Linked DNA regions of Mus musculus: all the other regions are linked to region 1. A link is a contact called in public Micro-C and promoter capture Hi-C data. All regions are on one chromosome and are shown on one strand. Each heading gives the region's core, a stretch centred on a gene start, on an enhancer-like site or on the middle of the called end of the contact. The rest is flanking DNA. Distances are from core to core; before and after follow the strand shown. Region 1 holds the start of Emsy (EMSY, BRCA2-interacting transcriptional repressor). Region 2 holds the start of Dgat2 (diacylglycerol O-acyltransferase 2). Region 3 holds the start of Rsf1os2 (remodeling and spacing factor 1, opposite strand 2).

Region 1 (4,152 bases), core at 954-3,453:
ATGTCTAAACTTCCTATGTAAAAAGGGGACCAAAACCAAACCAAACCAAAGCAATCCACCTTTGGGGCTTGAGTGTTATGTGAGATGTATAAGGAGAAGGCTTCCCATTTGTCATGGCTCCTTGTGTCATAACTCCTCCATCTCGTGTACAAATCATTCTAGGTCCTGAGGACTATGCCACCAACAGCCATGACCAAGCAGAAAAAGAAAAGGTCACAGAGAAATATAAAATATCAAAAATAAAACGGGCAGGCACGGCCAAGCACACCTGTGGTCCCATCACACGGGAAGCTGAGGAAGGAGACCGACATGATTCTGAAGACAGCCTGGGCTATGGAGTGAGAACCCGGCTTAGAACAAAAACAACAAAAAGCATACCCAATTTTCGAAGAATCCGTTTGCATTCATCCCTGCTGAGATCCAAAAGGGTTGGCCACACAACAGGCATTGCTGCTTCTGTCTGGTAGCCCCAAAGAGCTTGTCCTCCCTATCAGAGGAAAAACAAATCACATTACCAATGTATACGCAAGGATATAGAAAGCCTTCGACTGGCTACAAACTAAGATTGAAAAGATAACTCATACCATTTTCATCTCCACACTCCAGCTCCTGACAAAGGAAAAAAAACACCATTTGAGAGCACAATGACCCAGCTCATACTAACAGGGGAAAGAACAGGTTTTAAAGTCAAACACTTCTTGGTTCCAGTTCCAGCTTTACAACATAATTAGTTGTTTCATCCTTGTGAATTGGCCTCTCTGAACCCAATTTGTATGCCTTTATTTTAAAAAAAAAAAAAAAAAAAGTAATCCCAAGTTTGTTTCAAGTATTATTTAGAAAACAGGGCAAGCCAAGTTCTGTCATAGTGGCTGGCATATGACTTGCCAAACAGACTCTACCACCTGTGCAACCTTGGACAAGTGATTTGACCTCTGCCAGTTTCCTTAATAATAAGTTAGGAGATAAAATAAGCAAACGGTGGAGCATGTCATTTGGATAAATGAAACTCAATAACTCTTTTCTCAAGTTTTGGCAGTAAAAAAAGAGTCATTTCGACCAGTTACCAAAAGTTTAAAAGCCTAGAATTTCGCACTGTGAATTCCTTGGTCAAACAAAACTACACTACAGGTTGAGAACTCAGTAGATCTTCCTTAACATCTGTTAAACTGATAAATGGATGGTCAGCAGCAGAGTAGAATGAATGAATGAGCCAGCCTAAGAGTCAAACACTAAACCGATATGACTCTTCAACTGCGTTCCAGGCTCTGGGTTGCTAACTCCAACTCTTGGCCTCAAGTGGAGCCCCCTTCCCCCTACTTCCCATAGTCCTCTGAGCTCAGAACCAACTCTGAGCGAGCCAAACTGGATGGCGCGCCCCAGCTGGCAGGATGACATAAAGAAAGGGGGTGGAGAGGAGGAAGGGGCAGAGCCAAAGGAATCCGCTCGCTCCCCAAGCCAGTCCCCGCCTCCCGGTAGAATCTCGGAGGCGGCCGGCGACCGCCCGAATCGGGTACCACGTCACGGCATCCCAAAGCATCCCCTCCAGGGAAACGCACGGCGGGGCCGCACAGCAAAGGAAAGCCGGGCAGCAGAAGCCGGAGCGTGCTCCCGGCACCGGGGTCGCACCGACTCCGTCCCCCGCTCAAGTGTCAGCAGGCAGCCCGCCCCGCCCCCTCTCTAAACACGCACTCGCTCACAGCACCACAACAAGAGCAGCCCGCCCGGCTCCTCGCCCGCGCGGCTCCGAGCGGGTTCCAATGTCAAGCCCGCGCCCCCGCGGCCAGCAGCCAGTCTTGGGAACCCTGGCCAGCGTCCGCGCCTCGCGCACTCCTCAGCGGAGACGACAACGGAGAAAAAGCGGGGGCACGGACAGACAGTCAGACAACCCGGAGTCGCCTCGGGGCTCCTAGACCTCGACCTCCGGCGTCCCATCACCAGGCATGCCGGAGTCGCCCTCAGTCCACTTGAGGGAGCCCCGCGATCCCGTTAGGAAACAACGGAGGATGGGGCTGACCGACCCAAGCCGGGCTCCCCGTGCCTGGCCAAGCGCTCCCCTACCCTGGATAGCCTGCCAGCTTTTCCCAGGACCCTGCCTGAGAGACACCCACCTGCCCGGCCTTTCGGGGCTCATCTAAAAGGCTCCTCCGCCAAGACTAGGGGACACCAGGAATTAGGTTTGTTTGCGGTGCCTCAGAAGGGGCAAGATGGCGACAGATACCAGAGCGCAGGCGCAGGCGCGCGCGGCTCGCCGGGAGGTGTAGTTCGCCTTTCCCGCCTTTTGAGAAACGAGCACTCAAAAGCCTCCATTCTTCCTGTCCCTTTTCCTCTGCCTTTTGAAAGGAAAGGGCGGACAACGCGGGTCCTAGTGGGAGTTGTAGTCCGAGTCCAACCTCGCTCCTCTTTCTCTTGCTGCTTGCTGGTCACATGCGCAAGGAAGTCTGGGAGTGTAGTTCCTTTCGGCTTCTACATTACCCTCCAGTCTCCAGCTTCGCGCGCCTATCCTCCGGTCTTTCCCAGCCAATCAGCTGCTCTTTCGGCTGTACGTGTGGCGTCACACGTAGCGGTCAAGATGGCGTCTGTAATTGGAGCTGAGCTTCGACCTTTTCACTCTAGCGAGGGTTGGGATGAAAAGAACACAGCTTGGTCCCTGATGCCCAGTTGAGGATTAAGATCTGGTTCCGTAGACGCTTGGGAGTAGTCATCAGCGTCTTCCAGCCACCCAAACGACAACTCAAGAAAGGTTATCCACTACGGAGAGAGAAGACCTCACAGTGGCCCGTACACCTTTCTCGGTGTTAGGAGTTGCAAGTGGAGGAAAGGAATCCGAGCGGTCTCAGCTTGGAGTTACGCCATGTACGAAGTAGGAGAGGTAGTGATATCTCGTGCAAAATCTGACAAAGGGAAGAAGGGACTTACTTGAGGCACTACGACATGGTAGGTTCACCATCAGCCTTTGTTCTTAACCACACAATGTTGTGGAGGCCTTGTGCCCCTATTTTACAGATCGATAGGGACCCAATATATTGTTTCTCTGATCCAAGAACTCAAAGTTAATTTCTAGTATTATAAATCCCATCGAATTTTGTTGTGTCCTCCCTCTAAATAAAGAACTCTGGTAGCATCGGATGCAATGAAAGTGCAAATCTTGAGGAATTGTTAGTGTGCATCCTTCTGTTAGCAGATTCCCGTGAAAACTAGGGTAACCACTGGGAGGACATCTAGCTCAATGGCAGATTGCTTGTCAAGTATGTGCAAGACCTGGAGACCTGAATCGGATTCCTAGCACTAAGGGATGTTAGGATGGACACACGAGAAAAACTACCCTGTGGGAATATTAAGATACACAACGTGAATGAAAGTTCTTTTCCTAGTTCATTATGAATTACATTTATAATCTCAGCACTGTAGAAGTGGAAGAAGATGAGGAATGCAGGGTCAGACTGGACTGCAAGAGACACCGAGACCAAAACAAGAAAAAAGAAGAAGTTTTTAAGTAAATTGTGAACCACTGCATATGAGTCTACTCCTGCTCCTGAATGGAGCTGTAGGTTAGTCAGAAATAAAAAGGACCATTTCCTATACAGCTCTCCTGGCCTTCTTATTGCACCCTATTTTGAGGTCAGTTTCTTAAGAATACCTTGCAAGGTAGTAAATTAAGTCTTCTCGAGACAGGAATCAAAGGTGTACACCACCACCACCTCACTGGTAAATTAAGTTTTAATAGGAGGTTTTGTAATTTAACAGACATTCTATGATTTGACTCTTGCAGCATCTCCGTGAGACAGGCGTAATTAAGCTTCACCACTCTATAAATGGGAAAGCACAGTTGTTCAGGAACTGGTGAACTGAGAGGGTTCACATAGTAGAGCCCTGTCTCTAAAGAGCTGGAGAAATGGCTCAGTGCTTAAGAGCACTGGCCTCTCTTCCAGAGAAGCTGGGTTCTATTCCCAGCACCCATATGGCTCACAACCATTAATTCAGTTACAGGAGTACCTTAGGCACTGGACACATGTAGTATACAGATATCCACGCAGGCAAAATACCCAGACACCGAAAGTAAATCTTTTAAGACAACAAAAACTTTTACAGTAAGTCAAAAATAAGTGACAGATTATTAGAGTTGACCCTCCATCTCTTACATAATAGGTCCTT
Region 2 (3,861 bases), core at 283-2,782, 530 kb after region 1:
CACTAGATAGTTGGTTTACCAGCAATCTTATTTTGTTCCTGATTGCCTAAACTTTCAAGATTACCACAACTAATATGTCCTGGAACTAACTCATCCTGTAAGCCAGGCTGGACTCACTCTCAAGAGATCTGCCTGCTTCTGCCTCCCAAGTCCTAGGATTGAAGGTGTGCATCACCGCTGCCCTTTCTAAGGAAAACTGGGGTAGCTCGTTCCTCCTCCTTCAGTTTCTGCAGCTTCAGCTAAGCAACGTGGGGTGCTTTGCCTTGTATGGAAAAGGCTGAGGTGTGATTTGAACTGTATGCCCCCCTTCCCCATTCACTGAAGGCCTCGGTTCTATCTTGAAGGCAGACACAACTTCTAGAAGGATAATCAACTTAGGCAGATCTCTGTGAGTTCAAGGCCAGCCTGGTCTATAGAATACCAGGACAAACAGAGCTGTTACACAGACTAAACAAACGAAAAAAATCCAAGGGTTTCCCACCCCTCTTCTAAGTATGTCAGACTCAGGGTTGCGCTGTGAGGGCTTCACAGTCTGGGTTGGCCCACAAAAGCTGGGGCAGAGGGCAGTTGGGGCACACCTGGTTCCAGGCAGGCATGTTCTCCATCCAGTGACTGTTTCAGGGGATTACAAAACCCTACTTACCACCCTGCCCCATCCAGTTCCTCCCAGCCAAATCCTGCTCCACCTTGTGAGGTAGATCAGTACTGGGGGCTGGAGAGTGAAATATCACTACTAACTGAGCTGAGTGGGTGGTGTCGCCCTCAGCAGCTGGGGGGATGGCAAGTGATGTAACACGTGTTGCAACATTAGTGAGTACCAGGATGGAGAATGAAGCCAGGCTAGCCTAGGATACCAGGTTGCCTGGCTCAAACTGGGTAACCAGCCGAGCTAAGCATGAATCTTGCCTCATCCTTAACCAAATGACAGGATGCAGAAGAGTCAAGTTCCCCTAAAGAGAAGCTAGTTGTAGTGGCACACCTGCAATCACAGCACCTGGGATGCCAAGGAAGGAGGATTAAGAGTTGGAAGCCAGCCTAGGCTACAAGGCGAGACCTTTTAAAAACTGGAAATAATTGTCTGGGACTCCGACCTGAACTAGCTAGCCGTCCGTCCAGCACAGGGCAGCACGCTTTGGCCAAAGTCCCTTCCTGAAAGTCGTCTTGCTGTGGGTGCCCTCAGGATGAAAGCCCTAGGGATGACTGACACTCACCCCATCGCCCAGACCCCTCGCGTGACAGGGCAGATCCTTTATTCTTGTTTTCGCTGCGGGCAGCTTCCGCCCGACGCTCACCCCGCAGGACCCCGGAGTAGGCGGCGATGAGGGTCTTCATGCTGAAGCCAATGCACGTCACGGCCGTGCAGAAAGCCGCCTCACGCCGCGCCCCTGACCCATGCCCCGGCCGCCGGGGCCAGGGCTTCGCGCTGAGCTCCGGGAGCTGAGGGACAGCGCCCAGGCCGTGGCGGCAGCAGGGCGAGAGCTGAGGTAGGTAGCCGCTGCCACCCTAGATGAGCAGAAAGCCAGCGAAGCGCGGCCACGGCGCCGAGCGCCGCTGCGCGCGCACTTTATAACCTCACAACGGGGCGGGTCGTGACGCTATAGGGCGGGGCAAAAGGGTCCGCCCCGGACTGTGCCATGTTCTTGTAGGGGGTGAGACTCCCGGCGATAAACTATGCACAGAGCCCAGGAAGGCAGCATGGCCTGAACTGTACGGTTCAGAGTCTATAGAATACGGGCAAGGGAGCCGGAGTCCCGGTGTATGAAACTACTCCTGGTTGCCCCAGCGACCGCCTTGTCATTCTCCCAAGCCTCTCTCTCAGACGTTAGTACGGTCCAGCAGCTGGAACGTGGGCAGGGAGTTTGAGCACGTGCGGGACGATCCGGACCGTGCGGGTGCCTGTGTCCCTTTTGGCTGTGCTTTCCTTGGGCAGGCCTAGCCTGCAGTGAGTAGTGTTGGAATTCGTTAGGTTACAGCTGGACCTGACAGTTACCCAAGTGCCGCAGCCTTTCCTTTTACCAGCAAAAAAATAGGAGTGATTGAGTCTTATCAGGAAGGAACCTAGAGCGATGGAGTCTACTACCTGTAATCCTACAATCCTAGCAGCTCGCTCTCTCTCTCCTCTCTCTCTCTCTCTCTCTCTCTCTCTCTCTCTCTCTCTCTCTCTCTCTCTCTCTCTCTCGCCTCTTCTCTCTCCTCTCTCCCCCTTCTCTCCCCTCTCTCCTCTCTCTCTCTCCTCTCTCTCTCTCTCTCTCTCTCTCTCTCTCTCTCTCTCTCTCTCTCTCGCCTCTTCTCTCTCTCTCCCTCCCTCTCCTGTATGTATGCAAGAGTTTGAAGCCAGCCCAGGCTACATAGTGACCCTGTCTCCAAACACCAAAGACAAAGGCAATACTACAAGCATAGTGAGTGATGGACTTCAAGCCCAGTTCCAGACCTCTCTTCCTCTCTTTTCCTCAACTTCAGGGTGTCTTTTGTTTGGCTTGGTTTGCCGGAGGGGGGCAGGGTGTGGGGTTGAGGGTTGTGTGAATGTTGATGTTTTGGTTTTTCTTTTCTTTTCTCTTTTTAGAAATTGGGTTTCTCCTTGTAGCCCTGGCTGTCCTGGCACTATGTAGACTAGGCTGGCCTGAATTTATAGAGATGCACCTTTGTCTGACTCTAGTGCTGAGTGAAAGGCATGTGCCACCACTCGCAGTTTGCAGCTTCAGTTTTCTTTCACATCTGTAAAAACGGGAACACCCGTGATTGTATTGTGAGAGGCTTTGAGAATTGAGGAACTGAGGTATATGGACTAAGCTCACTACAGGCACTGGGACTCATTCCCATTGCCCACAGAGGAAGAGGAGTTCCGCAGAATGAGGGTGTGAGCACAAGCCGAAGGGCAGCATCAGTCAGCATGTCTGGATTGGGGCAGGACCATAGAGACTGTAGTCCTGGCAACGTGGGAGATGGAGACTGCAGTGACATGGGATTAGAAAATCCTCCAGTGTCTCTCTTAAGACTTTGGGGTGGGACTGGGTTCTGGGAGAGCCTTAAAAGAAACGAAAGAGGTAAGATGAATTGTAGGATCCCTCTTGACAGAGTATGAGAAATAAACGTGAGGACAGGTTGCAGTGGGGAGCTGGGTGAGTGGGAGAATCTCAAGCAAAGGCAGTGGTTAAAGGTATGCCCTTCAGAAAAAAGATAGGACTGGGGTGTGGCTCACCTTTGGGTTGCATACTGTAAGGTCTAGGTCAATAGGGCCTTGGGGAAGAGCAGAAAAGAAAGGAGGTGAGTTCTACCTGAAGAGGGGAGAAAGTCCCAGGGCCTGTGACAAATGCCATTAGTGAAACCTAGAAACACTTGCATGATGAGTGGTGGGGCACAAATCTCACTGAGAAAATACTACCAAACCCAGAGAACTGAGTCAACCATAAATAGAAGGAAAAAGATCCTAGGGCATGATGATGCTCTGTGGTAGTCCTAGGTCATTTTATGGAACTAAGGGAAAGCTACTGGCATGCCATGCTCACGGGAGACTCGAGATGGATGTATGCTGTGCAACAACTGTGGGGGGAGAGAGGTATATATATATATATATATATATATATATATATATATATATATATATATATGGGGGGCAGAACAATACACAAACATACACACACACACACACACACACAGCATGGAAGACCTCGGGTCACTGTATGGCACATTCCTGCTCCAGGAGCATCTCTGTAGAGGAGGCCTTGTGCCAGGACCCATGAAAAACTCACTTACCTCTGCTACTGTCCGATGGGCAGAGATTAATCTGGAAGGTTATAAGCCTGGGGTGTAGTCTTTCCTTTAGCAGTGACTTGTCAAGTGTCCTTGCTAAGTCGATAGTTG
Region 3 (3,885 bases), core at 279-2,778, 960 kb before region 1:
GTTTTCTCTGACATACATGGGGGCTCCTTTTCTGAACCAAGCACTGTTTGTTTCACCAAATAAATGTCTTAGGGAATGTCTCAGATTAACCATTTCTCCAATCAGACTCATAGGCTACTCTTTTTAAGTACTGGGGATTCAACCCAAGCTAATCCAGCAAGAACTCTATCTGCTACCCTTGGAACCTACCTTGAAAACCTCTTTCTGAAATCTACCACTTAGAAAGCACACCTACTCAACGTTTTAAACTGGAAATTTAGAAACGATATTTAACCTCTCTTCTTTGTCTATTCTTGTCTTCATCGTCACAAATTCTTCCTCTCAATCTATATCCACATGACGAGGATTTTAACCTTCAGAGAGTTCTAGAATCTTTTCTCATCCCCTCCCTTACTCCACTCCCACCTTCTCATTCCTGTTCAGGGGACCTGCCTCCTAGTCTCACTAACAACAAACTAAATTTTAAAACGTAACACTTGGAACTGACTGGAGACATGGGTCAGCTTGTGAGACTGCCTAATGCCTTTGCAGATAGGGTCACTGCGCCCAGGCAGGGTGGCTCACACCTGACTGTATGTAGGTAGGTATATACATATATGTGAGGAAAAAAATCTTTAGATTCCTCTGTTGAAAAGAATCCAAAGGGAAAAAAGGAGGAAGAAGAGAAAGAAAGATAAAACTGCTATCACATCCTCCATGTATGTTATCCAACCTAAACAGCCTTAGCCCCATAGATATTACAATTCTACAGCCAAAAAAAGTGGAGTCTAGAGGTCAACTGACTGAATTCCATCCACCAACTCTAGCTTGTGAGTTTAATGCCTCAGGTCCCATCTGTTAAAGTGGGTAATAGAAAATGTGTTCATATTGTGTATCATAAAGAAAAAAATTAATTGAGCAAGTGTGGTGATGGGTGCTCATAGTAGTACCAGTAAACTGGAGTTCGGTGCAAATCGATTATGTATTGGAAGCCAGCCTGGGATACTTAAAGAAGCCCTGTCTCAAAAACCACGAAGGAATCCATGAAGAAATATAAGAGGTAAAGTCCGTATGCTGTGTGGTCTATAGGTCTCTGTTATGGGTTTCTATTCACCAAACCTGTAGGTTTTCACTGCTCTTATTCACTGGGACCTAGCGAACAGGGAAGGCAAGGGTTCCTAACCAGTGGCCTACCTTTCCCTCGGGCAGTCTTTTGACTGTCTTGCTGCGCACTGTCCATCATTAATGTAACCTTTTCGTGCTCGTGGCATGACTCGTGGGGATGGGGCGCTCGATCTCTCCGGCGACGTGGGGACTAAGAGGTCTGGTAAATGGCTGTGTGAACCCAAGGAGAACAGGCCTGACGAGGCGGAAGCAGGGTAGACTCGTGCACCCAGCCGGGAGACTTGGGATCTCCAGATGCGTGTGGATTTTATTTCTGTGAGTCCTCCTTCGGCGAGGGACTCCTGGGGCCTGGGTCCCTTCCCGCTTTTTGTTGGGAAAGGCTTGGTATTCCTTATACATCCTCTCTCGGGGTTTGCTCCTATGACCTTCAAAGAGAACCACATAGAAAACACTCGATTATTCTAAGCATCCTTAGAGGAGCGGGAAAGGGGAACCGATGCCACGTGACAAAAGCCAGCCGGCTCGCTGCGGACCTCTGAGTTGCCTAGAACATCCCGTCTCTATGGTCAACCGCATGCTAAGGCCCTCGCTGAGAAAGTTGTTCTTCCGGGCTACGACTACTGCTTCCGGGGCAGCTCCGTGCGAGCCGCGATTGCGGTACTCGCCTCTCTCGGTTCGCGTGGAGCGATGCTTTCCCCGGCAATGAGCTTCCTCAAAAGCTTCCCGCCGCCTGGGTCGGCCGACGGGCTCCGGCTGCAGCAGCCAGACACCGAGGCTGTGCTGAACGGGAAGGGGCTCGGCACCGGCACGCTTTACATCGCGGAGAGGTAAGGTTGGGGGGCGCCGACCAGCCGGCCGGCGCTATTGTGCGGGCAGGGTGGGATTGTCCCCTCCCGAGCTCGGCTGGTTCTGTCCCCTAGCCCGCGTTTCTCCCTAACGACCTGTGCGAACCGGCCTGTCTCCTGCAAGCCTGGCGCGTGGTCACGTTGAGTTTTGAGTCTGCAGAGCCTCGGTTAGTTTTTCCGTGGGCCTAGCTTTCGGAATGGTCGTGTCAACTAGACGATTTCCCTGCGTGGAATATGTAGCTCAGATTGTGACGGGTTACGACGTTTGGTTAATGAGCTGGGATGTTCTGCTTCAAGTGTGTGTGTTTGTGGGGGCTGGGGGGAAGGACCATCTTCAGGCCCACGCAGGGCGGAGTCACAACCAGCCGAACCCGACTCCTGGATGTGCAGGTCCTGGAAGGAATTCTTCTATTTCACTACCTGCAGGATTCAGTACTTTCACAATAACATAGACATGCCACTAAAATACACACTACATACACGCTCATACCCTCCTACCCCCACCCCATACCTTCCTGTTCACCCGCCCTCCCTCCCCATTTCTTTCCTTTCCCTTCCTCCCTCCTTTCCCCCCTCTTTCTTTCATTCTTTCTTTCTCTTCTCATTCTTTCCTGTCTTTCAGAGTCTCTGGTTTACCTTTTGCTATATTCTATTTGTTGGCCACAAAGGAAATCCTCTGCTTTTAAGAGCTCGAGTTATAACATTGCTCCTGCCTAGAAAATCCAGGCTATCTCGTTTATTTCACCATCAGTAGATTAGTAATCTTAATTACATTCAAAGTCCCTTCTTTCATGGCACTGGAAAACAAATCTCTTGGGGACCAAGATTATGCCTACTACAGAGCCCAGGGTATAAACGTGTAAAGAGCTATTTGTTCAGAGAACAGTGTGGATAGTGGGACTGGGTGTTTAGACACCGACTAGAAATACAAATGTGGGTGGGTGCGCAGTTTGGTTGGTATATGTGTTTGGAGTAGCCATGAGGGAGAAAGAAAAGGGATGGGAGGGAAGAAGTTGTGAGATTCATTCATTCATTCATTCATTCTGTAAGTTCTGTTACTCTAGAGAACCCTGACTAATACACATGGGCAAATAAAATGGATCTTGTCAAAGTTAGGAATATATCTGTGTTCCACCACTCCACATGCAGAAGAAATTGTGGAGATCACCAAAGATCTTACTGCTTATACCCAGCAGATGTTTTCCAGTTTACAGTCTATTTCTTCCATTCCTTCTCTCTCCTAAGTCTTCTTTCAAAAGACTTGAAGACTCTTGAAGCATGTGTCTCTCTAAGGTACTTTCCCTGGCCTCTCTTCTGGGCTATATAGCTGACTACAATGGGTATGTAAACACCTACTTATTGATTCCAAATCTGCCTTGTGTTGCAGGATGTTTGATCACACTGTAAACAATGAGATTGTATACTAGATAAAAACCTTTTTCTAGGTGTGGTGTGGCACAGCCTTTAGTCCACATCTTTATTGCCTCTGGCTGGAATACAGACAAGGCCTTAGTACACACCTTGAATCCCAAATAGTGAAGGTAAAGTTAGTTTGTGGAAGGAAGCACCATGTTTGAAAGTGATGTCTAGTTGAGTGGCAGAAAAAATGATCAAATCCGAGAAAGATTTGACCAAATAGGATACGCCCAACCTTCGGGAGAAAAGAGGAAAGGAAAGCTACTGGAGAGAGCAGTTCAGAGAGAGGAAGGAGGCGGTTTTACTGGGACAGTTGTACCGAGACAGGTTAGAGAAAAAGAAGGAGCCAGAAGATCAGGACAGATTGCTAGAGTTACCTTGATGTCAAGCAGAACAATTCAGTCAGAAGCTGAGAGAAACCCGATTGAGTCAGTCAGCTTGGAGAGGAGTTTGCACCAGAACAGCTGAGTTAAACCAGCCAGTTAGAGCTTTGAGAGAACAGGAAAGGGTGAGTTTATTC

What was found. Promoter capture Hi-C pulls out the DNA fragments that hold promoters and counts their contacts. Hi-C and Micro-C count contacts between places; a contact is called where the count stands out from the background.
Region 2: a Micro-C map of embryonic stem cells shows a contact between it and region 1, with 4 times the contacts expected there. The contact joins the promoter of Dgat2 here to the promoter of Emsy in region 1. A contact is called at or near these places in 1 of 39 promoter capture datasets (embryonic stem cells), 2 of 484 Hi-C or Micro-C datasets (embryonic stem cells and uterus), 6 of 115 datasets of contacts at active chromatin or transcription factors (astrocytes, cardiomyocytes, embryonic forebrain and 3 more) and 1 of 9 other capture datasets (liver).
Region 3: a promoter capture Hi-C map of liver shows a contact between it and region 1, with 2.3 times the contacts expected there. The contact joins the promoter of Rsf1os2 here to the promoter of Emsy in region 1. A contact is called at or near these places in 4 of 39 promoter capture datasets (hematopoietic stem and progenitor cells, liver and pre-B cells), 1 of 484 Hi-C or Micro-C datasets (pre-megakaryocyte-erythroid progenitors), 1 of 115 datasets of contacts at active chromatin or transcription factors (embryonic stem cells) and 1 of 9 other capture datasets (liver).

What each region holds. Positions count from the first base shown.
Region 1 is chr7:98,654,366-98,658,517 of GRCm38.p6, forward strand. It overlaps Emsy (EMSY, BRCA2-interacting transcriptional repressor), which reads right to left and starts at 2,204. Exons shown (of 20, transcript NM_172280.2): 1 at 2,109-2,204; 2 at 379-487. The coding sequence starts at 448.
Region 2 is chr7:99,181,181-99,185,041 of GRCm38.p6, forward strand. It overlaps Dgat2 (diacylglycerol O-acyltransferase 2), which reads right to left and starts at 1,533. Exons shown (of 8, transcript NM_026384.3): 1 at 1,212-1,533. The coding sequence starts at 1,332.
Region 3 is chr7:97,694,939-97,698,823 of GRCm38.p6, forward strand. It overlaps Rsf1os2 (remodeling and spacing factor 1, opposite strand 2), which reads right to left and starts at 1,529. Exons shown (of 3, transcript NR_154552.1): 1 at 1,174-1,529. It overlaps Clns1a (chloride channel, nucleotide-sensitive, 1A), which reads left to right and starts at 1,719. Exons shown (of 7, transcript NM_023671.2): 1 at 1,719-1,931. The coding sequence starts at 1,792.